Linked DNA regions of Mus musculus: region 1 is linked to region 2. Evidence: chromatin contacts called from public HiChIP or PLAC-seq data. All regions are on one chromosome and are shown on one strand. Each heading gives the region's core, a stretch centred on a gene start, on an enhancer-like site or on the middle of the called end of the contact. The rest is flanking DNA. Distances are from core to core; before and after follow the strand shown.

The links. HiChIP or PLAC-seq counts read pairs in DNA pulled down with a chosen protein or histone mark.
Region 1: an HNF4G HiChIP or PLAC-seq map of pancreatic cancer cells shows a contact between it and region 2. The contact joins two enhancer-like sites. A contact is called at or near these places in 4 of 39 promoter capture datasets (the 3T3-L1 cell line, cranial neural crest, hippocampal neurons and 1 more), 1 of 15 datasets of contacts at CTCF or cohesin (pro-B cells), 2 of 484 Hi-C or Micro-C datasets (cortical neurons and nephron progenitors) and 1 of 115 datasets of contacts at active chromatin or transcription factors (pancreatic cancer cells).

Annotation. Positions count from the first base shown.
Region 1 is chr1:63,848,228-63,855,201 of GRCm38.p6, reverse strand. No RefSeq gene overlaps it. Among named protein-coding and RNA genes, the nearest start is that of 4933402D24Rik, 82 kb to the right of the region's middle. Within about 2 kb of position 4,796, at least 12 of the 459 cell types and tissues checked have an H3K27ac peak or open chromatin away from gene starts, as enhancers often do. A contact at or near this core is called in pancreatic cancer cells, where this site is marked.
Region 2 is chr1:63,772,741-63,780,091 of GRCm38.p6, reverse strand. No RefSeq gene overlaps it. Among named protein-coding and RNA genes, the nearest start is that of 4933402D24Rik, 7.1 kb to the right of the region's middle. Within about 2 kb of position 2,626, at least 59 of the 459 cell types and tissues checked have an H3K27ac peak or open chromatin away from gene starts, as enhancers often do. A contact at or near this core is called in pancreatic cancer cells, where this site is marked.

The DNA.
Region 1 (6,974 bases), core at 3,547-6,046, 73 kb before region 2:
TTTAAAAGCAAATGAACTAACCTTTGGGATAATTCAGGGTCCTTTGCTGGGACCAAAGTCTACTTTTAGAGAATTTAATGCTTTTACAGTGTCTGCTGTTCAGTTTTTGCATGTGTTAATACCTCTATTCAAAGAGCCATTATTAACATTGAAAGTACTGGAGAGGAGTATTTTCCTTCCCACTCAGACTCAGTGCTGCCTCCTGGCTGCCCAGCACAGAGGCCATGCTTCATTGGTGTGAGCTGAACGCTGAATGGTATTCAGTGGCATCACTCCGCCAGCTAGGAGTTCTATGACCTCAGGGATTATACTTAGGTTGATTTCCTGATCTGTAAGTGCACATAACACTGTGTGCTTCCCGGGATGGTAAGCATAAACAGAAATGGCAGGTGCACAGCACACAGCACAGAAGCTGACAGCTTACACATAAAGCATTGTCATGTTGTCAAGGCCGTGTTTCAGGAAGCCATGTGGTTAGGACAGTAAACTTGACTTTCCAGTTCATTGCATTGGCTTACTATCCACAATAGCTGAATAAGCATCCCCAAGCCAGGCTCCAGCTATAAAATGAACATACTAATATTTATTTTATTTGGGACACTATGGTAAATAAATGAGTTACCATATGTAAGCCTGACAGCTATGTCCTTATACACTTATACATCTGTACATAAATTTGAAAATATTCTTTTCAGTTGGGCGTGGTGGCACACGCCTTTAATCCCAGCACTCGGGAGGCAGAGGCAGGAGGATTTCTGAGTTTGAGGCCAGCCTGGTCTACAGAGTGAGTTCCAGGACAGCCAGAGCTATACAGAGAAACCCTGTCTCAAAAAACAAACAAACAAACAAACAAAAAACAAAAACAACAAAACAAAACAAAAAAAGAAAAGAAAAGAAAATATTCTTTTCAATGAAAATTTAAAACTGAAATTGCCAATAAAAATAGCTGAATACATTTGTGTTTTTTACATTTTTCTTCTACTATTTCAAAATTGACAGCAACTTTTTTTAGATTTTATTTTATTTTTGGGTGTATGGGTGTTTTGCCTGCATGTATATTTGTATACCATTTGCATACTTGGTATCAGTGGAGGCCAGAAGAAGGCTTCAGATTCCTTGGAACTGGAATTAATATATGGTTCTGAGCTGTCTTGTGGGTGCTTGGAATCAAACCCAGGCTCTTTCAGCCATTGAAGCAGTCTACAGCCGAACACCAACCTTATTTCTTCTATAATCTCCAGAATTCTAAAAGTTAATAGTTATATATCAACAGATTTAGCATTACTCCTCAGGATTAATGAAAAAAAAAAAAAAGGACAACTCTTATTTCTTTATTTGGAATAACAGAGTACTTTGCAAATGTCCATGCAAGTGTCATAAGAAGGAACCCAGGGATGTTCCTTCTCCTTTTCTCTCTCACTGATTGCAGTTCTTGGAGGGAGAGACAACTAAAGTTTCACACGTTCTCTGTCCCAGAGGATGTGTGATGAACGGGGAGGACGGCAAAGAAGATCTGAGATCTCAGAATGCAGATTCTCAAGTTCACACTGTCTCTGGGTGCCAGTCCACAGTATCACATCTAGATTGTTGAAGACATGAACCTGAAAATACGACAATTAGCAATGACACTTCAGAGCCCCAAATCCCATGGGATTCATCCTGATCAAATATGGTTCATACCAAAACTTTCAAAATTAGAAATGGTTTGAATATACTGGATACCATTAACATATATGCTGATAAAAAAAACAAATAAATGAACTTGGTACCGGACCATGGCTATAGTCAAAGGAGGCATGCTTGATTCAATGCACTTGGCTGTTACTAGATATGTTTTCTAACCACCACGTCATACACATGAAGTTTATATAGCGGTTGAGTGTTTATAAGACTGAGTTTACTAAAAGAAGGTCCCTGGGAGATTTGGCCTCCAGGTCCATGGATGGAAGAGGCAGGTATTCAATGGGAATATAGTGTTTACAGAGAACAAAACCCTTGAGGTGCATCAGAAGGTTTAGCAAAATGTATAGTAGCCACAGATTGACAAGTATGGTTTAGAGAGTCCAATTTTAGCAAATACCAAGCTCTTCTGGCTTTGCACTCTTTCTGTTTAAGATATTCATTTCTTCTGCTCTGGTTGGAAATTGAGATGGTTATACCACAATTCAATAAAAAAGAAAAACTCTTGGGAAATATGCTTGGAAACTAAACTTGTTTACAGAACATCCTGTTGTTTATTTTATCTAGATTGTATCAAGATAGTGATTGAGGTAGACCGTTGGTTAGTAGACTGTCATTAGTTTGCTTAGTAGGTACACAAGATAGTGAAAGACTGCAAAAGAATAAACCTAGCAAGGCGACAGGAAGATTGTCATCACTAGAATGATGAAATTGTTGGCTAAAGGGGGATTCAGAGACATTAGAACTTTTAGCTTTTTGTTTCTTTGTTTTGTTTTGGTTTGGTTTTGGTTTTTCCAGACAGGGTTTCTCTGTATAGCCCTGGCTGTCCTGAAACTCAGTCTGTAGACCAGGCTGGCCTCGAACTCAGAAATCCGCCTGCCTCTGCCTCCCAAGTGCTGGGATTAAAGGCATGCGCCACCACACCCGGCCAATTCCTTTATCTTTGACTTTGTGTGCCCCGGTACAGGGGAACGCCAGGGCCAAAGGGGGGGAGTGGGAGGGTAGGGGAGTGGGGGTGGGTGGGTAAGGGGGACTTTTGGTATAGCATTGGAAATGTAAATGAGCTAAATACCTAATTAAAAAAAAAAAAAAAAAAGACCTTAGTGCACCTTGAAAGTGTTTGATCTGAAAAGCTCTGGGGGTGGTTCTCATCCCTGTCTGATGATAAGTCCTCATGCTAGAGGTTTCCCAAGCTTTCAAACTTATGATGGGATTGTATTCATTCAAACCCTTTGTTTCACAAGGGACTTGATTGGTTTCCATAGGTGCACACATTATGCCAACACCAGGTTCCTAGGACAGCTTTGCGCTCCAACAAGTAGTTCTGCCTTGTATTGTGCTCTCCCTCTGTGACATGAGGCTTGTCCTTGCATCTCTGGAGTTTCATATCCTGAAGACTTCAAGCACAGCAACAACAACGAAAAGTTTGTATTTCACCATAGTTTAAAAATAAGGCTCCAGAATTGTGTATCATTTCAGGTTTTGGTTTCAGTCCCATATCCCAAACACTCACCGCATGATGGTGAACATGAGTAGGGTTGGGCCGTTTCTTCACTCTGAACATAGCAAAACACTGCACTGTTCACAGTCCAGCTGAACATGCTTTCAATTCTCAGTTTGGATGTCTAAGAACACTCATGGTTGCCATAGCAACTGCCTAGCGGTGATTCCTTATAGAGGTGGCAATGAGGACACTGTGTCTTTTCGTTTCTTTTATTATTAGATATTTTCTTTATTTACATTTTAAATGTTATCCCCTTTCCTGGTTTCCCTTCAGAAAACCTCCTATCCCCTCCCCCTGCCCTGCTCAGCAACCCACCCACTCTCACTTCCTAGCCCTGGCATTCTCCTATACTGGGGCATAGAACCTTCACAGGACCAAGGACCTCTCCTCCCATTGATGACCAACTAGGCCAGAGGATGCTGTGTCTTTTTGTTGGTCCTTGAGGTGGGAGGCAGAGGGGCCAGGTTTGAGTGATTTCCTTTTTTAAAAAGTTTTTCAGATGATAATGTGCAACCAGTATTAAAAGTCTCTGGCATAGACCTTTCAAGTTTATTAAGACAGGTTTGACTGAGTTCAAATAGTTCATTCAATTTCACATACCTCCGTTTCACTGCAGAATGCCCCATAGTCTATTCCTGTTATCTATTTAAAATTGCAATATTATTATTACTTTTATTCCCTTCTCAAAGGACTGCATCCACTCTGGCACATCATGTGATTGCCCGCTTTCCAAGGTGCAAACTCATGAATATTCTTAATTAGAACTGTGGTTTCCTGATCTTTCCAATCCAGCTAAGATGGGACTTAATTACAGCAAGGGACCAGGAACATCTGGCAGGTCTAACAACCATGATCTGTGCTTCTGCATGTGCCCTGTGAGTTGCCAGCAAAGCCGTACATTACTGTGATTGCTGATGCTCAGTGGAGATGTAGAGGAAGAAGGAAGCAGAGCCAGCAATAACCTCTCAATTAAGTTTTCCGAAAAATGCAGATGATTAACTGGCTACAGGCAGAGTTTACTCTTCAATCAAAAACAGGAGCAACAACATAAACCAGGCACACCTGCCATCCCAATGACTTAGGGATAGTGAAAAGAAACATTCCATCTTTTTACATTAGCAGGCTGTCCAATGTTTGGCAGCTCCTTTCCATGTGATTCTAGTTTCCTTCCTTCATTAGTATGAGGCTCAAAATAAGTTCTATTCAATTTCATATTATCGACTTGATTTATGTCAAAACACTGTATGTGGTATGACCCAGGCCGTGATTATCTTCAGGGAACCATGACTAGATATTTAAAACATAGTCTTTGAAAACTGATTATTATTTTTTTGGAGGGGGAATTTCACCTTATTTTTAATATGTTAATATTTATCGTTTTAAATTTAATTTCATAATTGAAAACTTTGTGTAGGGCTTTTGGTAAACAACATTGGGGATTTTATCTAGAAAATGTACAGTATGGTAAACAGAAGAACCAATCTTCTGGTGATGTCTAGAAATCAGTGGAAGAGAAGACAGAGTTCCTTCATAATTACAGCACTGAGCAGCCTGTGATAATGGATGAAATGAGCTTAAAGTAAACAGACTTTGAACTTGTCAGGGAGAAGGCAAGAACGCCAATGGGGCTTTCTTACTTTATAAGCAAAAACTGGGAAATCAGGAGTTTCGGGTGACTCATGACAAACAATGATGTAAGAAAGAGTCACTTTTGGGGGCAGAGGGCATTATCACATTTAATTCTTAACCCTGGGAGATTATTTTCAATGTACAGATAAACAGCCACAATTCAAAAGTGCAAAGCTGTTTCTCAGAGATCTCTGAGCAGCAACTGACTTAGCAATCAGTTGATGGAAGGGTGACCAGTACAGCTCAGCTCATCTGTTAGAAGGCTGGGAAGATGCAGCCAGATTGTAGTCTAATCAAGGCAAGATCGCACAATGGGACTGCCAGGTAAGTAAGTTCAAAATTAGCTCCATATTCGTGTCAGCCATTTATGACTTATACATCATCCAGTGCACATCTGCCTGAGAGCTGGGACACCACACCTTAGTCCTAAAAGCACCCCCTCCTTTAAGCTTTCTTACACTTCTGTCCTCTCATTCCCTGTGGGCCCACACATCCATTGTTCCTTTGTTTTTTCTACTCTCTTCTCTTCCAGTTCAGAGAATGAGCTCTTGGAGAGTCTCTTCCATCCATACTGATGGGGGGATCCTTGAGTCTTCTCCCTCTACACTTTGACATATGTCTCCTAAACAGATGCCAGGTCTTCTACTAGGAGAGGTGCATCAGGCCCCAGAGAGGCTGTAGGCTAGTGCTCGGTGTAGTATGCTCCAATCAGAACTAAGAGCCTGTAGACCAATGCTCTGTGCAGCATGCATCAATCAGAACTTTGCCAGGTGTTGACAGTAAGGAAGGACGAGTAAAGAGAGAGGAAGTCAAAATAAAGACAACAGGAAGAGCAGCCTCCCCTCTATCTATCCCTTCCTTCTTTCCTTCCTTCCATCCTCTTTCCTTTCTTGTTTGTGTTTCAAGATGTTTTTTTGTTTTGTTGTTGAGATATGGTCTCATTCTTTAGCCCAGGCTATCCCTGAACTCACAGCATTTTTCCAGATCACTTTGCACCTTGAAAATATCTTACAGAAATTATATATATATATATATATATATATCTTTTTCTCTCTTCCTGGTCAATAAGCTTTGGTTCCAGCTTGGCTTTGAACACAGGTATATAATGGAATGTCTGCAGGTGGCTTCAGGAAGACTTTTCCTGGCTTGCTCTACATTTTAATCAGAAAAGTTTTTCCTTGCCAGCAGATTTTCCTTAAAAGTCGTATTTTAGTTTTTAGGCCCTTAAACCTTTGTTTTCACATGGCTCACTCTGTGACAGGGCAGATTAGTAAGAGCCTGGATTGTCTCTGATCCACCAACCAGCAGAGATCACTGAGAGAGCAGGAGAGGCGGGAGGCGGGTCATTTGTCTTTCCAGTGGGCATGCACAAACGATCCTCTCCCCACATGTGCTCTGAAGAACCCTCTTCTTTCCCTTCAGGTGTTTGACCCTCTATTGAATAGAGGAGTTGATCAAAGTTGAAGCTGTAGCAAGACTGATGGAAAACCTCTATTTCTCAGGAAATCAAATCTTTAGAATCCAAAGCAAAATGCTGATCTCTAACTCAGTTCCCGAGTTTGCCTGCCTCATGTGAGCATGAGCCATGCCGCTTAGGTGTCTTGTTCTCTGGTATCTTTTTAAAAATATGCACATCGAGGGAATTCTACACGGAAAGAGAGGTTTTTTTAAACTGCACTGACCTTAGAGATGGATCTTGTTAAGCAAAGGATGGTAACTTGAAGTAAAGCACCTTGTGTCAATTTCCAAAGAACTATGACTGGGAAGGTTCGTGTGAGGTGAAGGACAACAAGAAGACATAGACATCAAGTTGAGATCCCGTGCCAAACATCTGGAGGAGAGAATGAGAGCATTATGGGAAAACAGATGGAGGGAAGCTTGGCCAGATAAAATTAAAGGCAATGCAGCTCGGTATCTTATTACCTAAGAGAATTTGACTTAAAAGGAAAGCATCTATAAAACTGTACTTTAAATAACCTCTTGACATGAGAACACTTTAAAAAATTGGAGCTCTTATCAGGCCTTGAGGTTTTCTTTGATGGTTTTAATTTACTAATTACTGGGTGCATTGTTGCCTTTTATTATTATTAGAAACAAGGCTAATTGAGAACCAAAAGGCTTGTAAAGGCCCACACTTAAAAATTATTTCCATGTTATTTTA
Region 2 (7,351 bases), core at 1,377-3,876:
TTGCTGTGTATGCGTGAAGACATGAGTTCAGTGAGTTACTATCCCTAGCACTCCCTTAAGAAGGTGGGAACAGAAGCATGCCTATAATTCAAGCTCTGGAGAGGTGGAGACAAACAGACCTTGCCATTGGCTGGCCATAGAATCTAGTAGCTGAATAGAAAGCTCCTGGTTCAGTGAGAGATCCTGTCTCAGCAAATAAAGTGGAGGGCAACTAAAGAAGACATGTGATGTCAACATCTCTTCTCTAAAGGCATAAGCACATACACATACATACACAAACACACACACACACACACACACACACACACACACACACACACACACATGCTTTCAACATATATCTAGATGGAAGCATGGGGGATGTAACACTACTATAGTGTATTGTTTTTAAAGGAAATAAACCTAAGACTTTCAGTGATTTCTACAGGATAATCAAATAGTAGATAGTAGTTTTTGGTACTGTTCAACATCTCAGATAACCCTGAGGGATCTGAGGAGTTAGAGAAGTACTCACAATAGCAACCAACATCCCCTGACCTTTTTTACTATCACTGGTCTCTGGGGACCCTGCTTGTTATCACAGGTGGCAGTTTTTCACATCTTCACAATGTCCCCATGAGTTTTTCAGAGGAAAGGGTCAATCTTGCTAAGAGTTTGGTGGCAAGGCATTCTGGTTTGACCACAGCCAGTTTTTGTTGAGGTTTGGTCTGTTGCTATATATTGAAATTCTAAATTCTGTACCCAAAGTTCTTCTTGTGTGTGAATAAATTCCCACATTTACCAACTTTTGTTGTGCAAATCTTGCTCTTTAATTTAAAACTATTGATTAATAAAGATGCCTACAGCCTGTAGTTGGACAGAAGACAGGTAGGCAGGACATTGGTTCCCCAGTTTGGGGTCTAAGAAGACACTAGGTGAGGGGGAAGGAGAAGAAAGATCCATCTCCATCTCTATGGGGAGATGGATTATAAGCACATGGCCATGAGGACCAGACAGTTGGAATAAGAGCTGTCCAGGTAGAACATGGCAAGTCATATTGTCATGGAAGTAGACAAAACAGCATAGATGGTTGATATCTGCCCAGCTCTAGTGCTTTAAGGCTTGTTATAAATATAAATATTTTGTGCCTTTTATTTGGGAATTAAATGATCTAAGATGGGGTAGAAACTCCCAATTAAAATTTATTACAACTTTTATTTATGCCTGTCATACTGCTATAATTATTTTTTTCTGCCATAATTATGGATGACATTGCCCTTCCCAAAAGTGTCTCAGATGATGATCATTGTGGCATGCTGGCTAAGAAATTTACCCATGTGGCTAGTGCCAGCAGAACCAGGACAGGATTCTAAGTCAGTCAGACTGATGCAGATGCAGATGCTCAGCCACTGAAACCCATTTATCTACACTCATTCTCAATGATGCTGACTGAGTCCATTCCTCTGGGAACTGAGATAGTAGGGACTTGGGCATTAAAATTGGAAAGGGGAATTTCAGTGGATTCTAGTTGAGGTCAGAAGGGCTGGAAACCCTTGAAAGGGCTGAAAGGACATAGAGTCTCTGATAGCCATCTTTTAGCTGGAGGGTAAGCTATTGTTTTCTATGTTATCATGCATTAATCTGCTCTCATGCCGACTAAGAATAATGATGAATCTAAACTTCTGTACCTGCTCTCTCAAGTCCAATGGACAATGCTGGCTTTTGGAAGAGCTTTCCTCTTCCCATTTCTCTTACTGCCAGTAACTATCAGCATTTGTCTCCTTTCATGCAATTGGAAGGATGGCTTATGTCTTCAAATGATGGTCAATTTGGGTAAAATAGAAGCCAACATAATCATGGATTCCTCCTTCTACAGTGCCTTCCTTCTCTGAGGTAGGAAATCTGTACATTAGCAAGTGACTGGCTTAAAGACAGAAGGCAGCCAAGCTCACCACTAGACCAACACCACACCTAAAGAACCTTTATAGAAGCATCTGGAGAAGCACAAGTAAACGGACGCCTGGCTGTTTGCTCCTCACACATTGTGAGTGCAATTACTGCCTATTCCTTACATTTTTCCATTTGTTTATTTATTTATTTATTCGCCTTACATCCCAGTATCTGGCTCCCCTCCTCCCTCCATCCTGACTCATCAAGTCTCTGCAGGACTAGGCACATCAGAGACCCCACAGGAAGACCAACAGAGTCAACTACCCTGGATCCAAAGAGGATACATACATGGGCTGGACCTCTCATTCTTTAGGCCACAGTTATTGCTCTTTTCTGATGCATCCAAAGAGGGATTCATCCACACTGTCCTCATACAAACCAAGTTGGAAAACAATTAATTTGGTGGAGTGTTTTTCTCATAGAAGAATCACTATTAATTTTTTTTAATAAAATGTGTTTATTAAACCAAAGGACTGAAAATAGCCCACCTTACAGTTGGGGAAGTTAGACTAAATTATAGAAGAAAGCATACATACATACATACATACATACCAATAAGGGCAAAGAAGAGCCAGAGTAAAGTCTTCTTACAGAATAATTAGCCACAGCAGTGGTGTTCAGAAGTTGCTTCCCCAAAGCACAGTATACAGAAGGTAACCAGGGAAGCCCTAACTCACAAGAAAGAGCATAGTGAGAACAGATGTCTGCAGTTGCTTGAGTGCCCTGGAGGGAACTACGGGAGTAATGATGCATACCCTGGGGTGGGGGTGGGGGGCAGGGAAAAGAAGGAAGGGAGCAAGAGAGGGAGGGAGGGAGGGACAGAGAGAGAGAATGAGGAGGAGGAGGCAGAGAGAGGGGAGAAAGGGAGGGAGGGACAGAGAAAGGGGAAAAGAGGAGGGAGAGGGGAAAGACGGAGACAGACAGGGAGACAGAGGTAGAGAGAGAGAAAGAGAGAAATCCACTGACTCAGAGGGAAGAGAGGAATGGGTGACCTCTTGGCCACTTGCCTGACATTACCCAGAGCCACACCTAAACTGTGGCAAGCAGTTGAGACTTCCAGAGAGCAGATTCCGTGGTCTCCCTTGACCACAGTCTTTCCAGGGTGGAACTGTTCAGGATGTTTTTCTTCTTACTAATCGACACCCAAGCCACAAGAATATTCTCTTTGTTTCTGTTTTCAGAGAACTAAAAAGCAGCAAGCTCCTCAATACCTATATGAACAGGGTTGATGGGGGCTGCCATGACCTTGTGGTGTGATCCCCTGGAAGAAGAGTGTCAAGCCCCACTGTCACCCCCAGGTTCACACACTGGGCTCTAAAACTTAGTGCCCCTTGTCCAAGCAGATTGTAAATGTTGTGCCCATAAAATTAAGTTTCTTACAGTTAAAAACATTTTAAACAAAAGCCTTAGGAAATAAGCCTTCATCCAATGACAGAAAACCAGATATGAGTGTTAACCACAGACTCAAATCCCTCAGAGAAGAAAGGCAACCAAACAGCCAAGCAGACAGATGAGCACACGATCCAGTCAGCCCTCTCTCTTCTGTCTCCTCCTGCTGGAGCCTTTTGTAGATGGAGTAAGTATGTTATTGCTAATACTAGAGAAGGTGCTGATGTTGAAATGTCTCAGTGTTGTTCATTTGAATTTATTGTGGCTGGTAACCAAATACAGACTCCTTCTTATCCCCCAAAGAGTCCTTACCCTCAGAAGCCACAAGAATGCTACACTATCTGGTGAGAAGAGCAGCCCTACAGATATAATTAGATATACAGATGTAGCTTCTAGCCAGCTAGAAGCTTTCATGCTAAGATAAAAAATGAAACAAGTGTGAGCCCTAGCTTCTCACCACAGCTTCTCATGTCAGCCTTAAGGAGCTTGCTAAGATGAGGAAAATAAACATGAGGTCCAGTGATTGGGGAAGAAGATGAAAATTACCTTTGTTCATTGATAACAAACTATGCAGAAAGTATAAGAGAATCAGCCAGGCCTGGTGGAGCAAGCTTGGAACCATGGATACTTGATGGGCAGAGCTGGGTGAATGGCAAATTCAAGACGGACCTGGGTTACAGTGGGAGTTCAAGGCCAGCCTCGACAATTTAGTGAGACACTGCCTAAAAATAAAGTATAAGCAGAGGACTAGGGATTTTGCTCACGGCTAGAGTGAGCCTAGCGTACACAAGGTCCCATGTTCAACCCCAAAGTAGCCCACAGCTCACCTCAAAAAAGAGCACAAAATTAACATAAGAAAGCCAATTCCTAGCCGGATGTGGTGGCGCACACCTTTAGTCCCAGCACTCCGGAGGCAGAGGCAGGCGGATTTCTGAGTTCGAGGCCAGCCTGGTCTACAGAGTAAGTTCCAGGACAGCCAAGGCTATACAGAGAAACCCTGTCTCAAAAAAACCAAAAAAAGAAAAAAGAAAAAAGAAACAAAAAAACAAAAAAAAGAAAGCCAATTCCTACCTATATGTGAACAATTAATGAATGATATTTCGAATAAAACAAGTTACCACTATCATTAATAACCCCAAAATAAAGCACAAGGGTATAGATTTAACAAAATATATACATTCTTAAAAGAGTGACTCTCCAAAGCTTTGGTAAATATATTGTGCTAGCTAGTCTTATGTCAACTTGACACACAAACTAGAGCTATCTGAAAAGAGGCAACCTAATGTGAGAAAATGTCTCCATAAGACTGGCTGTAAGGCATTCTCTTAATTAGTGATTGATGGGAGAGGGCCCAGCCCATTGTGGGCAGTGTAACCCCTGCCCTGGTAGTCCTGGGTTCTATAAGAAAGCAGGCTGAGCCTGGAGTGATGACACCTGGCTTTAATCCCAGCACTCAGGAGGCAGAGGCAGGTGGATCTCTTTTGAGTTCAAGACCAGCCTGGTCTATAGATTGAGTTCCAAGATAGCTAGAGCTACACAGAGAAACCCTGTGTTATGTAGCAGAAGATGGCCTAGTCAGCCATCATTGGGAAGAGAGGCCCCTATGTCTTGCAAACTTTATATGCCCCAGTACAGGGGAATGCCAGGGCCAAGAAGTGGGAGTGGGAGGGGAGGGGAGCAGGGCAGGGGGAGGGTATAGGGAACTTTCGGAATAGCATTTGAAATATAAATAAAGAAAATATCTAATAAAATAAAATTTAAAAAAAGAAAAAGGCAAACAAACTAACAAACAAACCCCAGATGAGCAAGCATGTAAGCAGCATCCATGCATGGTCTCTGCACCAATGCTCTTGCCTCCAATTTCTTGCCCTGTTTGAGTTCATGTCCTGACTTCCTCTGGTGATTAACAGCTATATACAAATGTAAGCCAAATAAGCCCTTTCTCCCTAGCTTGCTTTGGTTACGGTGTTTTATCACAGCAATAGTAACCCTAACGAAGACACATATCAAACAAGAAACTAAGTGGAGAGATTTTGTATTCATGTATGGGAAGGCAGTGCTGTCAAATATGTCATTTCTTCCTCACTGGATCTATAGACTTAACACAGTCCAGCAGCCTCTGCAGATGCAGCTCAGTTGAACTGGTGCTGGCCTAACATGCATGAAGCCCTGAGTTCAACTGCTGGCATCTCACAAACCAGTTACGGTAACACAAGCTGGCAATTCCTGCACTGAGGAGGTGAAGGAGGATCAAAAGTTTCCACTCATCATTGGCTATACAGTGGGTTAAAGCCAGATGGGATACTTGAGTCCCTGTCTCAAACACAAAAAGTTCCAACACAAAGTTCAGCAAGCTACACGTGTTGACTCATTCATGCCAAATATTACATGGAAAGGCAAAAGACCCATGAGATTATGGATAAAATGAAGGTTGCTAATTAACTGCCTTTAAGAAAGAGTGATTTCTGGGGCTGGTGAGATGGCTCAGTGGGTAAGAGCACCCAACTGCTCTTCCAAAGGTTCGAAGTTCAAATCCCAGCAACCACATGGTGGCTTACAACCACCCATAATGAGATCTGACTCCCTCTTCTGGAGTGTCTGAAGACAGCTACAGTGTACTTACATATAATAAATAAATAAATAAATAAATAAATAAATAAATAAATAAATAAATAAAAGAGTGATTTCTTTTAATAGCTGAGTAGTATTCCATTGTGTAAATGTATCACATTTTCTGTATCCATTCCTCTGTTGAGGGGCATCTGGGTTCTTTCCAGCTTCTGGCTATTATAAACAAGGCTGCTATGAACATAGTGGAGCATGTGTTCTTCTTACCGGTTGGGACATCTTCTGGATATATGCCCAGGAGAGGTATTGCGGGATCCTCCGGTAGTACTATGTTCAATTTTCTGAGGAACCACCAGACTGATTTCCAGAGTGGTTGTACAAGCTTGCAATCCCACCAACAATGGAGGAGTGTTCCCCTTTCTCCACATCCTCGCCAACATCTGCTGTCACCTGAGTTTTTGATCTTAGCCATTCTGACTGGAGTGAAGTGGAATCTCAGTGTTGTTTTGATTTGCATTTCCCTGATGATTAAGGATGTTGAACATTTTTTCAGGTGTTTCTCTGCCATTCGGTATTCCTCAGGTGAGAATTCTTTGTTCAGCTCTGAGCCCCATTTTTAATGGGGTTATTTGATTTTCTGGAGTCCATCTTCTTGAGTTCTTTATATATATTGGATATTAGTCCCCTATCCGATTTGGGATAGGTAAAGATCCTTTCCCAATCTGTTGGTGGCCTTTTTGTCTTATTGACGGTGTCTTTTGCTTTGCAGAAGCTTTGCAATTTTATGAGGTCCCATTTATCGATTCTTGATCTTACAGCACAAGCCATTGCTGTTCTATTCAGGAATTTTTCCCCTGTATCCATATCTTCGAGGCTTTTCCCTACTTTCTCCTCTATAAGTTTCAGTGTCTTTGGTTTTATGTGGAGTTCCTTAATCCACTTAGATTTGACCTTAAAAAAATGAATTTATGAAATTCCTAGGCAAATGGATGGACCTGGAGGGTATCATCCTGAGTGAAGTAACCCAATCACAAAGGAACTTGCACAATATGTACTCACTGATAAGTGGATAATAGCCCAGAAACTTAGGATACCCAAGATATAAGATACAACTTGCCAAACGCATGAAATTCAAGAAGAACGAAGACCAAAGTGTGGACACTTTACCCTTTCTTAGAAATGGGAACAAAACACCCATAGAAGGAGTTACAGAGACAAAATTTGGAGCTGTGACGAAAGGATGGGCCATCTAGTGACTGCCATATGCAGGGATCCATCCCATAATCAGCTTCCAAATGCTGACACCATTGCATACACTAGCAAGATTTTGCTGAAAGGACCCAGTTATAGCTCTCTCTTGTGAGACTATGCCGGGGCCTAGCAAACACAGAAGTGGATGATCACAGTCAGCTATTGGATGGGTCACACGGCCCCTAATGGAGGAGCTAGAGAAATTACCCAAGGA